Regions from separate parts of the Gossypium hirsutum genome. Here region 2 is linked to region 1. A link is a contact called in public Hi-C data. All regions are on one chromosome and are shown on one strand. Each heading gives the region's core, a stretch centred on a gene start, on an enhancer-like site or on the middle of the called end of the contact. The rest is flanking DNA. Distances are from core to core; before and after follow the strand shown.

The links. A called contact is a pair of places that touch in the nucleus more often than the background predicts.
Region 2: a contact with region 1 is called in a Hi-C map of seedling, with 2.0 times the contacts expected there. The contact joins the promoter of LOC107915526 here to the promoter of LOC107915113 in region 1. A contact is called at or near these places in 6 of 34 Hi-C or Micro-C datasets (callus, fibers, hypocotyl and 2 more).

Annotation. Positions count from the first base shown.
Region 1 is chrA10:72,085,142-72,088,625 of Gossypium_hirsutum_v2.1, reverse strand. It overlaps LOC107915113 (splicing regulatory glutamine/lysine-rich protein 1), which reads left to right and starts at 1,648. Exons shown (of 4, transcript XM_016844255.2): 1 at 1,648-2,121; 2 at 2,458-3,379. The coding sequence starts at 3,302.
Region 2 is chrA10:72,232,802-72,235,970 of Gossypium_hirsutum_v2.1, reverse strand. It overlaps LOC107915526 (small subunit processome component 20 homolog), which reads right to left and starts at 1,530. Exons shown (of 31, transcript XM_041079170.1): 1 at 1,211-1,530; 2 at 995-1,117; 3 at 580-737. The coding sequence starts at 1,279.

The DNA of each region.
Region 1 (3,484 bases), core at 399-2,898:
TCCATCAATAACAAGAAAAGTTTCAAAAAATCACATCCCCTAATCTCCCCATTTATATATTAACAATGACTCTCAACTATAATATGAACTATCTTTTATCTCAATTGAATTTCATATCAACAATATAATATTTCATTAACGCAATAATTATTTAAATATTATTAAAAAATTCTTTAAATATGTAATTATTTTTTTTAAGTCAATAATACTTAAGTGAATTGAAAAAATATATTGCAAAGTAATGACATTATGTAAAACATTATATTAATTTATTCACTTGATGAGATTATTGTTATTAGATTATAACATATACACTATGTAAGTGAATAATATTTATATAATAAATACTTATTAAAATTTAATGTAACAAATAAATAGAGTATAGGTTGAAATGATAAAGTTAATATATTAAAAATTGTGTTTTAAGTATAAATCAAACATGTTGTATATTTTTTTAGATTTTACCTAAAATATAAAATGATAGATATATCCTCATAGTATATATTTTTTTTAATTTTACAAATAGATCTGGATTCAATTGATGAGTGCCATTAACTATAAATTATTATTGTTGAGATTAATTAAATCATAAATTATAATTGATATCAAAATTTTACTTTTTAAAACAAAAAAAATTACTTTAAATTTTAAGTGCAAAAGTTACACTTTTATGAATTTCATATGATGATTTGATAGTTAAAAATATTCACTACCCTAAATGTGACCTAGGTTTGAGTCGTGTTAATTGCGTGATTATTTAAACTTTACCTTATTATTGTAATTTACTAAAAAAATATTGTAATTTACCAAAAAAATATCTTTTTATGTAGATTTAGAGGCATGTATAATTTCTTCTTATAATTTTAATATACTGATGGATATTGTATTAAAAGTAAAATAGTAATTTAAAAGAAAGTTAATGATTACTGAAACCATCCACTCTACATTCCACCTCCATTAAAAAAAAAAAGTGACTAGACTTAGTATTACAATCTCAAATCCAAATTTAGATTCAACAATATTATCCTCAAATATTCCAACTTAACAAGTAAATAAGTTAGACATAAAAATAAAATCAAATATCCAAATTCGAACCCATTATTTATAATAATAAAAGATTCAAGAAATAAATTCAAACATAAAAATAAAAATCAATATATTCCAAATTCACTGCTTAAAATATCTAAATTAATAATAATAAAAAAAAACGCAAATCCAAAATGAATAAATCTCATTTGCAGTATCTACTATCATTGATGGTGAGATGAAATCTTTCCCATAAAAGAGTACACCATATTAGGTACAACACACAGGTTTTTTTTTTTTTTAATTTTTACATCTTATATTTATTTTATAATTTATGATTAGAAAGTGATAATATATAATTTGTTTCTTAAATTTATTTATTTGTAATACTTAATTTTTTTGAATTTAATTGATCATTAAATTTATATTGCATCAATCAAGTTAATACCTTTATACTATAAAAATCTCTTAAAACTTCACCTGATAAACATAAATATAATTTTTATTTTTTAAAAAAAATTATATTTATCATCATACTCAATCAATACAAACTAAACGGTAGTATTCTAAGCGAGTGTAATCTAATGTAATCTTTAACTTGTAAGCGTCTAACAATCGATTTGGGCCTTTTATCGGCCTCTAACTCTATATCTTTTTCTTTTCTCTTTTTTTTCCCCTTCCCTTCCCTTCCCTTCCCTTCCCTTCTCTTTGTTTGGTTTTTAATTTTCTTTTCTCATTTTATGTATATATATTTTCTCTCTCTCTCGCGTGTAACTTCCGAACGAAATCATAGTAAGGCCCTTGTTGTTGCAAAACAAGCTTTTCTCACTCTCTCTCTTTTGGTCTTTCCATCCATATCTTTCTTAAATATACCCAGACCCCTTCAAAAAACCTAAAACAATATTAATCATATGACTGCAAAACAAGATTGAAACTGATATAAAACTTTGCTTACTTCTTCTTTCTATCTATCTATTTCCTTTTAACTCTATATTTCTATAATCTAATCTTTTATTAATCTGACAAACAAACAAACAAACCAACAAGGATCTATTTATTCTTCCTTTCTACAATGCCCACTTTGTTGCGGGCAAGGTAATTATTAATCTTCCCATTTATCTTCAGTATTTCAATGTTGTTTTTTGTTTTTCAAAAGTTGGTTTTTCTCTCCTTTTCTGAAAAAAAAACAAACAAAACAGAATTTACGTTTTGAATCAAATCTTTCCTTTTCGCTTTTTGATCGATACCCATTTACCCTAAGGTTCTCGGAGCAAAAGTGTTTCCTTTTTTATAAATTTTCTTGTTTTTTCGAGATTTCTTTTTGTTTAATCGTTGTTGGATAAAATTTGGGTTTCCATGATTTTTGCTTCTTAATGGGTACTTAATTTTTTACTCAGTAGAAGTTTTTGTTTCATGGGTTTTCTTTTTTAGGGTTTTCATGCGGATCGACAGATTGGGGAAATTTCCTAAATTGGGAACTGATTAGGGTTCCGATCAGAGTAGAAATGGGCTCAAGCTCCAGTATTTGGTTTGTCGGATTGAAGAGTTATTTGCCTCAAACTTTGGTTTTTGAACAGATTGCTTAAGAAAAATGGTGATTGCTAGGCTTTTGGGCATGGAAGAAGATTGCTTTCTTATGGAATTGTGTATACAGTGATTAGACAAGCTTGAATATTTTTACCTGTTTTAGACAAAAGTGTGTTAGAGTTTTCAGTATTTTTATGTGTTTGATCTCAATTGGGGGATGGTTTTGGTATTGGATTATTATTGGAGGGAGGAGGTGATGATTCCTTATTGTCCGGGAAGACACCATAGAAGGTCAGATTGTACTGGACCATTTTTGTTTCTAAGAAAACCGTTTGGGTTAACATAACTTTGGAGCTAGAATTCTTGATCAAAAGAGCATTTCTTGAAGTTAGCTTTCTATTTCGGGCATTGTTGAAGTAGCTTAGTTTAAGATTATTGTAGGGTTTAGTAAGTGATCCTGGACTTGCAGTGGCATTTTTTGCAGTTGAAGTGATTTCTTTAGTGGTTGGTAGTTGACTTGGGGTTACCTTTGAGGTTAGAGTGATTAAGGGGCGTGGTGGGTTTTAGGAACTTTTTGAGCTGTTAAGAGTGATAGGACTCATGGAGGAACATTGAAGCTGGAAATGTGTGCAGGGATACGGAGCATAGTTTCTGGTTGTTCCCTTTCTGGAACATTGCTTCTGGAAGATAATTCAAGTGCTTTGGCTTTCGGAAGGCATCCGTGTATTGGTTTCTGAACTTCTGTGAAATGTCGCGTAGCTTTCCCTTCCCACCACCAGGATATGAAAAGAAGGCTAGGACCGATGATGCAGACTTTCTAAAAAAGGTTAACACCGTTTACTTATGTTCTGTAACATTTTGCTTGACTCAAACTATACTTTATGTATTCATAATATTTTGTGATTGCTTTTATTGAGGATTCAAGAAAAAT
Region 2 (3,169 bases), core at 281-2,780, 150 kb before region 1:
AGAAATTCAGTCAGGCAAGCTATTTTAGCGTGTATCGCCTTACAAAAAGAACAAGGCACACCAGATGTGTGCCTTGTCAAATGCAACTTGCTCAAACGAGTCTAAGATGTTTTTATTGTCTGGTACAGGCACAACTAAACAACACTAGATACACCAGCAGACGAACTCAACTAAAAAGAAGTGGAAGTGAAAGCTGTTGCAAGGCAACCCAAAACTCAAGTAATTATTGAACTCAAGTAATTATTGAACCATCAAGCAGATGCCATAAATTTTCACAGCAATATGAGCTTATTCTATTTTTTTTTGTTTAAGACAGGATATAACATGTTATCGGCAAACTTTGCCACTGAGGCAGTCCTTTTTTTATGCTAGATCAATATTCTCTACAGTACTGTTGCACTAATAAAATTTAGAGAGTTAATTTGATGAGATTACAGAAAAGATTTTATGGCTATTTATCTCTTCCAACACACAACTGATTTGTCAGCCATTTTATTTGAAGGAAACATTACAAAAAACCGCAACCAAGCTTATAGCAAACCAAAGGATAAAACTTAATCAAACATTAAACTTGCACACCTGAGTATAGGCTCGAGAGATAATCTCGCTTTCATTTGTAAGCGGGATATAAGTTTATCAAATATCAAGTCCTTGTGCAAGAGTACCGAGGGTAAGGTCTGTACAAGAGGCATCGTTTCCACATAAAATGAAATGAAATCCTCTGCTGTATTCAATTCCTGCATTAAATACAAAAAAAAAATGAAGAACAATGAAAGCAAAGAAAAATTAAAGACCGCCTAAAATAAAATTGTAATAGACCGTGTTAAAGAGCCAATTTCCACTGTTTCGGAAGTGATAATCCAAGAAGGCTCCCAAAAAAGCAATGAAGTAGCTAATTGAATTCAATTCTTAAAATATATATATAAAAAAAAGGGTTTTAACAAGGTAAAGAAGTTAAAAAGAAAAAAAAAAGTTTATGAAATTAAACAAATACCCTCCACTCGATAAGGCAATCACAAAGGAAAGTTGAACCTTGAGAGGGCTCTGACTTGATTTTTTCTAGGCTTCTAAATACATTAATATCAATATCATCTATTCTCTGAGAGAAAGTCTTGAACTGCAATTAACATAAAGAAAGAAACAAAGTAAGAGTTCGAAAAGGAACTGAAAGGGAAAAAAAAGGGAAAGAGAAAGAGATTAAAGATCATACAACAAAGCGCCTACGACCCTCAGATTTATTGAGCGACTTGACAGCTTGAGCATGCGAGGGTGTTGCCATTGAAGATACAAATGGAAAAGAAAAAAAAAGATGTTGGTTTCTTTGTCTGAATAAGATAATCAAGGGTTTTCCAGAGAAAAATTAGAACTTGTGCTGTTGTGCTGTTCGTCTTTGCAGGGTTTTACAAGGGTTTAACAGAACTGTCCTCTCCTCTGTTTATTTTCTTTCTTTTGAGCAAACGAGGCCGCCGCTTCTTCGAGTCTCAGAAAACCTAGTCACGAACCAGCGCCAGTTTTTTAAAGTAATGTTCCGCCTATTTTCTTCATAAATTGAATTTATTAAAACAGATTTAAATTATTATCTCAACCTATATAACTTACACTGTTTTTATATGAAATCAATAACATCTCTTTCAAACTTTAAACACATTTCTATTCAAACTTTCTTTAAAAATTACACTCAATCAATTGGATAGTTAAATTTTAAAAATAAAAAAAAAAATATTTTTAAACTTTTCCAAATACAGTAACTAGGTCTTCACTTTTTTACCACTCAATTGAGTATTTTAAATTCTCAATATGCATCAAAAAAATATTTTGAACTTAAATTTTAAAAATTGACCCTTAATTGTCTTTAATTTTTTTCAAGCCATTTGTGTCACAATCATAATATGATATGTGGCAAAAAAAATATAAAAATTATAAAAATTATTAAATTTTAATAAAAGTTATTTAAATTTTATTAAAAAATATAAAATGTATCAAAAAGGCTCTTTAATCATTTAACTTTAACTGTTGTCTGTTAAAGTTAACCACCCTCAACTTTTTACAATTAAAGCAATCACGTACCGTAACACAACATGACATGTGGCGAAAAATAATAAAAATAAAAATCAATAAAAGTCATAAAAAATTATAAAATACTTCTTTTGGTACTATAATCTTTATAATTTTTTTATAAATTTTATATTTCTTTACATTTTTTGTAATTTTCTTACGACTTTATAAATTTTATAATTTTTTCTATATTTCTATATATTTTATGATTTTTTTATGATTTTTTATACTTTTTTCTAATTTTTAATAAATTTTAAATGTTTTTTATATATTTTAAAATTTAATAATTTTTATAACTTTTATTGATTTTTATTTTTATTTTTACCATTTTTTGTCATATGTCATGTCGTGGTTGCGACACGTGGTAATTTTAATTGAAAAAATTAGGGGAGGTTAAATTTAACGGTCAAACGGCCTTTTTGATGTATTTTAGCAATTTAAGTACCCATTTGTTTTTTAAACAATTTGAGAATATTTTTTGATACATTTTCAAAGTTCAAGTACACAATTGAGCGCAAAAAAATAGTAGTTTAATTACTTTTTTTTGAAAAAATTTAACAGTTTTTTACACCCTTAAGCCTTTTTATTTATTTCTTACAATAAATATATTCTTTACATAATTTTTATTATTCATTTATGTGAGTGACATAATCAAAATCATGTTTAAGTTATTTATTAAGTTAATATCATAAGTCAATTAAATTTTGATGCAAGTAGAAAAGGACTAAAAATTGTTTCTATGAAAAAAAACATATCAATTTTTTTATTACAAAAGTAAGGACAAGGCCCTGAAGAAGTAGAAAACTGATGAATGCAACCTCTTAAGTAGGTAATCCTTTGCATTTTAACCACAACAGTACTTTTTATAATGACAAGCTTAATATCAAATGTTGCCTTCTATTATTTGTGATACAGCCTCTAGATCTCAAAGGAATTAAGGCATCAATCTTTCAAGTGGTCTAATCATTAAAAGTAAAGTTTCTCAAATAAAGATCAAGTTGAAGATGCTTTTGCAATAAATGCTCAAATATAGGGAATATTCATTGATAGGATATTTAAAACTAACACCTAAAATTGTATAACCCCTAATGATCTATCTTTTGTGTTCCAAGAA